2 separate regions of the Oryctolagus cuniculus genome follow, and region 2 is linked to region 1. The links are chromatin contacts, called in public Micro-C maps. All regions are on one chromosome and are shown on one strand. Each heading gives the region's core, a stretch centred on a gene start, on an enhancer-like site or on the middle of the called end of the contact. The rest is flanking DNA. Distances are from core to core; before and after follow the strand shown.

Region 1 (4,128 bases), core at 1,248-3,747:
AATGATCTGGGGGTCCCACCCTGGGAGAATTCTTGGTGATTTTCAGAGGAGGCATAGCCGAATGAGTATCTCCAAATTTGTCTCTCATTCTTGGTAAGTTTAGTTCTTAGAAGTCTGTCCACATCTCCATTTCTCATTTCAAGCAAGCGTAAAAGCTGGGTCTTCAGTGTGGTTGGATTTATACGCTGGTGTCTTTTCTTAGAACAAGAAGAATTTTTAAAAATGAGGATTTTTTTGGTACTATTTGTTGAAGAAATTGATCACTTTTTTCTCCTGCCAGTCATCCTTTTGAGCTGAAAATATCTCTACTTTCCTCCCTTTCTGAATAATTTCAGTATGCCAATTCATAAATGATTGACAGCTATAAAAGAACATGAAAAAGTATCTGGCGCCCTCATCCAAATGCTTTGTAAAAGATTATCAGACTGTCTAAAAATAGGGCTATGGGGAAAATAAGGAGAGTAAAGACGAAGATGGGGTCAATATGTTAATTAGGGCTCTGGGACGCATTCACAGGAAATCAAATGAAATGGACTCAGCAACAAGCAGAATGTATTACAAATACACTGAATAGCTCCCGGAGGTAAAAAGAGGGAATCAGACACAGACACAGTCACGTCGCAGGGCTTGCACAGTCAGGACGCCCCGTGGTTTGGTCAGAACTCCACTTCGGGCCTGCTTTCGGAAGTAAACAGGGTATTAAACCAACCAGAAATGTCCATCTTACCAAAGAAGTAGTGGAGAAGCAAGACAGCCGGGGAAATGGCTCGTCAAGTTTCCTAAGCATTTAGAGAGAAGGCAGATCCGCTTTCAGGGTCAAGTGCTCTCCTGCATCCTAAGGAAAAACTTCTTCGTTCAGGGAAATGATCGGAAACTTCCAACAAGCAGTAACTTGCTGAACACATGGCCTAACTAACGTGCAATGCTTAATCACCAACACTCACTGCGCACAGAGTACTTCCCTGGGCTCCGGGTTATGGGGGTGGGGGGGGAGTTGAAAAAATGGGCACTGGGTCTGCCTCAAGGATTTTACACTTTAGTAATCTGTAGAATGGGAAACAAACTGCAGTACTAGGTCAGTCTATCATAAGGACCCATCGTGAACTCATATTCTCATCATTTTCTCTACTCAGATAATTGGTAGTCTTTAAAAAAAAAAAAACAAAAAACCTTTGCTGTGTGTGATACCACAATTCTTGGACTAAGTTTGCAGGCAGTGGGAAGGTGGCTCCACCCACATCCTGGACACTCATCACATCCCTCTGGTTTCCGCGAAGATTTTGAACTGCAGTTTTTTTCTGTGCTTATCTATGTTGTTCACTTGGCTTTTTAAGGAGAGGAGGAGGTAGGTTAATTTTCACGTCGTGTAAAAGTACTCTCATATATTATTATTACTAGTTTTGAAGTCTGATTTGTGTCCTTGGCGTGAGAGAGGAGGTTTCGGGGGCGGGGGGGGGGGGAAATACCGGCAGGTGGCGCTGGTCTCCTCCCAGCAATGAAAATGTTTTGCTCGCTGCCAAGAATCCCGTAGGATTTAAGGGCGACTATGCGTAGTCCTTGCAGGGGACGTAGCTCCTGCCACACTGAAGCGCCGGGTCCATGCAGTCATACGTTCCGGCCTGTTGCTCCAGCCACGCTTCGGCACCACAGCTTGTAGACCCGCTCCCCCGCTCCAGTTTGTGTGCTTGACCGCCCCCAGCCTCATTTCCCCAAGCCAAATCACCGACAGAAGTGCCAGCCTCGGCCTGGGTGCTCTCCGCCGGGTGTCGGAAGGCAGAACGCGAGTTCCGGTGCGCCGCAGGGCGCACGGAGGAGGCGAGGCGTTCTGATTTCTCGGGGCCCCGCCAATCCCGGGGCTCCGGTTCCCGCGAACGACACAGTGTCCTGTCCACCCTGCAAACGACCTGCATGCTCAAGGTCCCGCGTCTATACCGCAACTCTCTCCTGTCACTCGGCACCAAGCATTTCGTTGTTGGCGCCGGAGCGGGGCCGCGGGCATATGCTCAATAAGAGGGCGCGAACCGAAGTCCCAGGGCTACCAGTTCGAATCCAGCTGCCCCTCTGCCCCAGCGAAGTTCCTTAACTTGCTCTGTACACCGAGAGGAGCAATTTTTCCGCCCACGGGTTGCTGGATTAACGCAACAGCTATACACTCCTAAGCAGTGTAGCCAAATCAGACGAGCCTCAACGCCGGGGGTGCCCGTTGAGCTGTACCTAATCTACAAAACCCGGGGAACTGGGGTTCAGAGAGGATTCTTCCCCCTCGCCGCGACCGCATCCACTAATTACCTCCCCCCTCAACTAAAGAATCTGGTGTCCCCCCCAAACCTGATGGGCCCCTAACTGTAAGCCTCCCCCGAGCACACGTGCAGCTCCCACGGACCCCGACCGCGAGCCGTGCGTGCAGGAAGGCTCGGGGCAGCGCGGGCCGCGCGCGGGGAAGGAGGCGGAGGGAGCAGGCGGCGGAGGAGGGCGCAGGGGAGGAGGAGGAGGAGGAGACACATGCGCGCTGCCGCCGCCGCCGCAGCACTCCGCGGCTGCCCGGGGACAGGAAACCTTCAAGACTGAGCCGCCGCGGCCGCCTCCCGTCCGCCCCCAGCCGCGCGCCTGCCCGCAGCCTGCTCGCCTGCTGCCGGCGTCTCTCCGTGGAGCACCCTAGGGACTCGGCAGCGGCTGCCGAGGGGAAAAGCTGCGACCCCCCCCGCAGGAGCGGCGGGGCGGGGTGGGGGGGCGCGGGCGAAGATGGCGACGCCGGCAAGCGAACCCCAACCTTTCGTCCCTGCCCTCTCGGCGGCTAGCCTGCACCCTCATCATCACCCTCACCACCACCACCACCATCACCACCACCACCACGGGAGCACCGGGGCTGGCGGCGGGACTGGCGGCGGCGGCGGCGGCGGCGGCAGCGGGGGCTTCAACCTGCCCTTGAACCGGGGTCTGGAGCGCGCGCTGGAGGAGGCGGTCCACTCCGGGGGCTTGAACCTCAGTGCCAGGAAACTGAAGGAATTTCCCAGGACCGCGGCCCCCGGCCACGACCTCTCGGACACGGTGCAGGCAGGTGAGCGAGGGCCCCGGGGGCAGGCGGTGGGTGTGGATGTCGGTGCGGCTGGCTGTCGCGCCTGCCCGGACGCGGTGACCAGTCAGATCTGGCCTCGCCGGGGGTCCGCTCGCAGAAGCTCTCCCGAGTGGGCGCGGGAGAAGCGGGCTCGGGAAGATCGGGGTGCGCCGGCAAGCGCGCGGGTCCCCTGCTCCCCACCCCGCGGCGGCGCAGAGGGAAGTGGCCGCGCGGGGCTGGGACTTCCAGGCGGTCGCTGTGCGCCCCGTGAAAGTGGGAGGTTGCAGGCGGCCGCGTTCGCGCCTGCAACCGGGTCAAACCCCCTTTGCAGGTTGGCTTCGCTGGGGTCCGGATGGGGAAACCAGACAAAGGTGGCGCGCCCCGGACGACCCGAGGGCATCGGCGCCGCGCCGCGGGGTCCCCCCTTGGGTGCCACCGGGTGCCGGCTTCGAGGAGGTGCCCAGGCGCCGGTCTGCATCCGCCTCGGCCGCCGCTTCGGAGGCGATCGGTTCCTTCTTGCCGTGCCTTTAGTTCACCGCCCACACGGTGTGGTTCCTCGGAGGGAGGCTGCCCGGTGCCCAGTAACTCGAGCTCTGCGGGGGCCCTGGGAGGCAAAGCGTAGCCTATTAAAAGAAAAGTAATTAAAGCGAGCCGGTTTTCCTGCGTGAGCCCGGCAAGTTGTAACTCGCGCCAATAGGCAGCCAGCGTTTTTCAAGTTATGTCATGTGTTGACATATTTCTGAGACGTCTGCTTTCTCTTTGGTGGCTAGGGTTGGTTGTAGGAGCGGGATCCATAAACAGGAAGGCGGGTGGTGGGCTGGGGCTGGGGCCGGGGCCTTGGGATCTGGGCAGAACTGACTTGTTGGTTTCTGACTGTGCCGTCTGGTTCAGCTCCCTGGACTGGGAGCTGGGTGTGGTTGCCTCCTGGCAAGCACCCAACATTTCCCAAGGCGGTGGGTGCCCCTCTGTGAGTCACTGTCATCGCAGACCCGGAGTCGGTTCCCTGGGATCCTTAGCAGTTTAAGATCTCCCAGTTTCCATTTGAAAGGGAGAAGGCAGTGAGGCCAGGGTGC
Region 2 (4,157 bases), core at 1,409-3,908, 140 kb after region 1:
AGTGACAGGGAACACAGCCAGTCACACCAAGGGCAGCTATGGCCGTGTGATATAACAGCACAGGGGCCTGCTTGGCCCTGCAGAGCCCAGCTGTCAGGATTTCCATCCTTGACTGGGAGCCCCCAGCATCTAGGATCTGTCCTTGAGGTGGGGGTCCTGCTGCTGCTGGAGTGATCTTTGCATTGAAGTCACTGGTAGTGTCACTGAATGTTGCCCATGATGGCTTCGGGGGCTCAGCATTGAGCCTCGGCTCCCCAGCACCCAGCACCAAGGCAGAGTCCCAGACTGTCCTGCCCTGACAGCCGAAGGCTTCTCCCGTGTGTCCTGTGATGTGCAGTGTGGGAGATCCAGTGGAAAGGGGGAATTCCTCAGCAAATGTTTACCATTACGGCTTGAGGGCAAGCCTCGTAGGTGGTAGCAGCTCTGGCGTTCATCTTGGGGTTTGGACCTGGGTCAGGAATGAGTCAATGGACAGCAGCTCACTGCATGGTTTCTCTGGAACACACTCTGGCTTATAAAGATCTAAAACGTGGATTTCCTCTGGTTTTGTTTGGGGATTCTAGACATACCTGATCTCAAGCATATATTTCTAAAAACATAGAGCAAAAGCCTAGGTTTGAAACCATCGACATTTGGTGCAGCTGACTTCCACCACGCTCCAGTTCCTGCATCTTGACCTGTGGCTGGAAATGCTTCCCCAATTCCAGGCAAGAAAACAGAGCTCGAGAAAGGGAGAACTTTGTGAAATGAGACATGCTTCAGCCAATGGAGGGTCAAAATGCCTGCCTGTCATCCTGCCCCTTTCTCATGGTGACTGGCATGTTAAAAAGTAGAAGTGGAGGCAGTCTCCATGTAGATGTATTACATGAGATGACTCAGCATAAGAATATTATTGATTTTTCATTTTTTCGCTCCAAAAGCCCATTTTGTAGAATATATGAAACTCTTGTTCTTGGTTTAAGCAAGTACAGAGGGAAAATTCTCAGTAACAGCAAATTTATACACAGGTCCTCTTTCACACATTAAAGGACACTTTAAATTTAAGCTTCCATGTTGATCCTTGTGAACCTATCACAGGTAATAAACTCTGATTTTCAAAGGGGGAAAAATCGATCATTCTACAGCTGCCTGTAAGCATAGAGAAATGTATGGAAAGAAAGATACATCTGCAAAACCTAGGTTTTTGTTTCTCTCGCTCCCCCTTACTCATTTGCCTTAAAACCATTCCTTTCCCTAAAAAGATCAGTTACAAATCACTATGCTTTCCCTAATCATGTTTTCTCAGTTCTGATGTTTTAAAATACACTCAAGGCTAAAACTTCAGTTTACTGGGAAATATTCTTCTTCTTTTTTTTTTTTTAATAATTTCCTGAATATCAAGTGTCACTTTGCTTCACTCTAGAGAGCTCCATTGACAAAGGAGCATTGATAAGACTTTCAGGAAGCGAATTTAAAGACTTTCCATATTTACTTACATGCTTTTCCTCTCTGAGTACCCTGCCTCATGTGCTTTCAATTTGAGGAGGAAAAGCAATTTTGTGGCCTAATTACCCAGATCAGTGTGGCGGTGGGGTCCTACAAGGTCTGCAGTGAGGAGAGCTGTTTTGTCCTTTCTAGGACCAGAAGGAGCAGAGAATTAAAATAGCTGTTCCTTGTCCCTCTTTGCAATGGTGAGGGGGAAGTGGGGCTTGCTTGCTTGTTTGTTTGTTTGTTTTTACTCCCTTTTTCTGCTTCAATTCTTTGACATTTTCTGTGCTGGCATTGCAGGGTTATCATTTTCTCCCCTGCTTTCTTGTTGTGAAACTGTCTGGTTCTTATTTTCCTACACTGCGATGATAATTGTGTCCCAGACTGGTACTAAAAAGGAAGGAAAATAGTCATTAGCAAACCGTTCCTTATTTTATTTACCTCTGAGTTACCTCCTGCTCTGCTTCCATGAACTCAGCCCTCGGGTCTTCAAAGTCTTTACTTTAGGTGACAAAGAATTTGCTAAAGATCCAGAGTCCAGTTCAGTTTTACCACAGATTGGCCAACCTAATCTGAGTGAGGTTTGCCATCTTGGAGCCAGGTTAGCCTTGGCAGGGGTTCAAAGGAGGGATTCCTCTTGGAGTGTTACCCCTAACTCAGACACACACTATGAAGGGAGACAGGATCCGACCTTCCTTTGATTTCATGATTCCAGAACCTGCAGTCCCTCTCTTCCATCTCCATGGCTAGTGTGATTCGAGCCAAATCTTCAGCCTGCTGGCTGAGAGGAGAGCTGGATTTGAGCAGTGGTCTACTCCGGGCAATTTTTAAAATGCTGATTCCTTCGCCAAAATACCAGTTCCTTGGCTTCGGGCCCAGAAGTCTGTGTTTTTGTTTTTTTGTTTGTTTTAAAAACCGCACTTCCCTAAGTTTCTCCTGCATAGCCCACCCGCCATGGACCTGAGTTTGGAACCTGTGGAATTAGGAGCTCTTCTGCCTCCTTCTGGAATTTCAGTCCCATTACCCCATCTGTGGGACGCGTCGTTTGCATAGGTATGAGAGCAGGAAAGTCCCTTGGGCTCCCAGAGCTGGTGAGTTCTGAGAACCCGGAGAGCCTTTGTTGGTGGAGTTGGAAGTCCTCAGAGCTGAACTTGACAGCCCTCGGGCAGTGGAGGGGAGAGGGTAGACAGTGTGGGTCCCTGCCCCTGTCACTGGGTCACTGCCTGAGCTCCTCTTCCTGTTGTAGGCTTTGCTCTGTTTCCACTTGGGAACCCCTGGTGTATTTCAGAAACCACCTTTCAGGCCTTCACTTGTCTTATAACAAGAGTGCCGGGAAGCTACCCTCTATCGCCTTTCCCACAGTGGCCCGGGTGGCTTGCCGGTGTCACCCCAGATTGTGGCATGGCTCAGCCTCCCTTTGCACTGTGGAATGTATTTGACTTCATCTGTAGCAGCTGCCCATGTCGGTTTGAATGCTTGAAATTACTGAGTGTTTACTGTGCCACTGGGTGGGGATTTTAAGCTAAATATAACGTCTGTCTTGTTAGCAGAGCTGCAAAAGACGTTTTAAAACCAGTAGAAGAAAGCCTCATCAAATCGGAATGACAGCACCCATTGGAAAATTCTATTAGAATTTTCTATTAGATAGCATCTATTTTTTAAATGCAGTTGGAAAAACATTGTGAGCCTGGGTGCTATAACTAGTTCTGGAATTCCACCAGCCCACATACACTGAATGGATAAGACTATTCTGTAATTAGCATACCGTCCATATGTTTGCTAGTGCTACTTGGAAACAGTTTGAAGTTAAAGCATAAACATGCCATGTAACATAGCCTGTGTGAATCTTTTGCTGGGGTTAAAAAAAAGAGTTTTAAACAATAGATTCTGTAAATGTCAGATATTCCCAACTTTTATCAGAGCTGAGAACAGTTTAAAATTATTGGGCTCCCAATGAAAGATTTTATTTCCTTTGGTAAAATACTCTACACACACTGTATGTTCTTCATGTATAACTCACTTTTGCCTGTGCTAAATGATGTTTTTTCCTGGTCAACGGAAATTATTTTTTGAATATTTAGTCATTTCATCTTATTGCTCTCTAAGGTTTCTCTCTTTTCTAAAATTTCTTCTAGAACTAGTAGATCTTCCCTTGGTCAAGTTCGACTTTTCCTGCAACAAAGTGCTGGTGATTCCGATTTGCTTTCGGGAGATGAAGCAGCTGCAGGTGTTGCTGCTGGAGAACAATCCTTTGCAGTCGCCTCCTGCGCAGGTGAGGGCCCCTGGCGCCAGGCCCCGGGGAGGCGCCCGAGCAGCGCAATGAGTTAGGGCCGTGTGCGCTACAGTGAGCAAGAGCAGTCACTGTCGCTGAGAAGGTGAAACCTAGGGCGGATCTGGCCACACCAAGCTGCCTTCTGCTGCGGCAAATCCCTTTACCCACGTGTGGCTCCCTCCTCTGATGGCCCCAACCCTGGAATTCGGTGTGTGCTTATGGATCACTGGTGCACACGTTGGAAACTTTTCATGGAGCATGTAGCTCACAAAGGTAGCAATAATTCCTTACCCGGAAAATGGGATTTAAACTTCTTAAAATACGACTACCTGCTCAAATATTAACCTGCATGAGAATGAGATAAAGCTCATATGCTTAGCTTTGGAAATACTTAAAGTTTCTTTTCTTTTTCAGTAAT

The links. Hi-C and Micro-C count contacts between places; a contact is called where the count stands out from the background.
Region 2: a Micro-C map of ear pinna shows a contact between it and region 1, with 7 times the contacts expected there. The contact joins the enhancer-like site here to the promoter of LRCH1 in region 1. A contact is called at or near these places in 3 of 6 Hi-C or Micro-C datasets (ear pinna, liver and an unstated tissue).

Annotation. Positions count from the first base shown.
Region 1 is chr9:65,528,706-65,532,833 of mOryCun1.1, forward strand. It overlaps LRCH1 (leucine rich repeats and calponin homology domain containing 1), which reads left to right and starts at 2,498. Exons shown (of 19, transcript XM_051832282.2): 1 at 2,498-3,058. The coding sequence starts at 2,743.
Region 2 is chr9:65,669,238-65,673,394 of mOryCun1.1, forward strand. LRCH1 (leucine rich repeats and calponin homology domain containing 1) reads left to right here. Exons shown (of 19, transcript XM_051832282.2): 5 at 3,603-3,739. Among named protein-coding and RNA genes, the nearest start is that of ESD, 110 kb to the right of the region's middle. Within about 2 kb of position 2,659, at least 5 of the 8 cell types and tissues checked have an H3K27ac peak or open chromatin away from gene starts, as enhancers often do. A contact at or near this core is called in ear pinna, where this site is marked.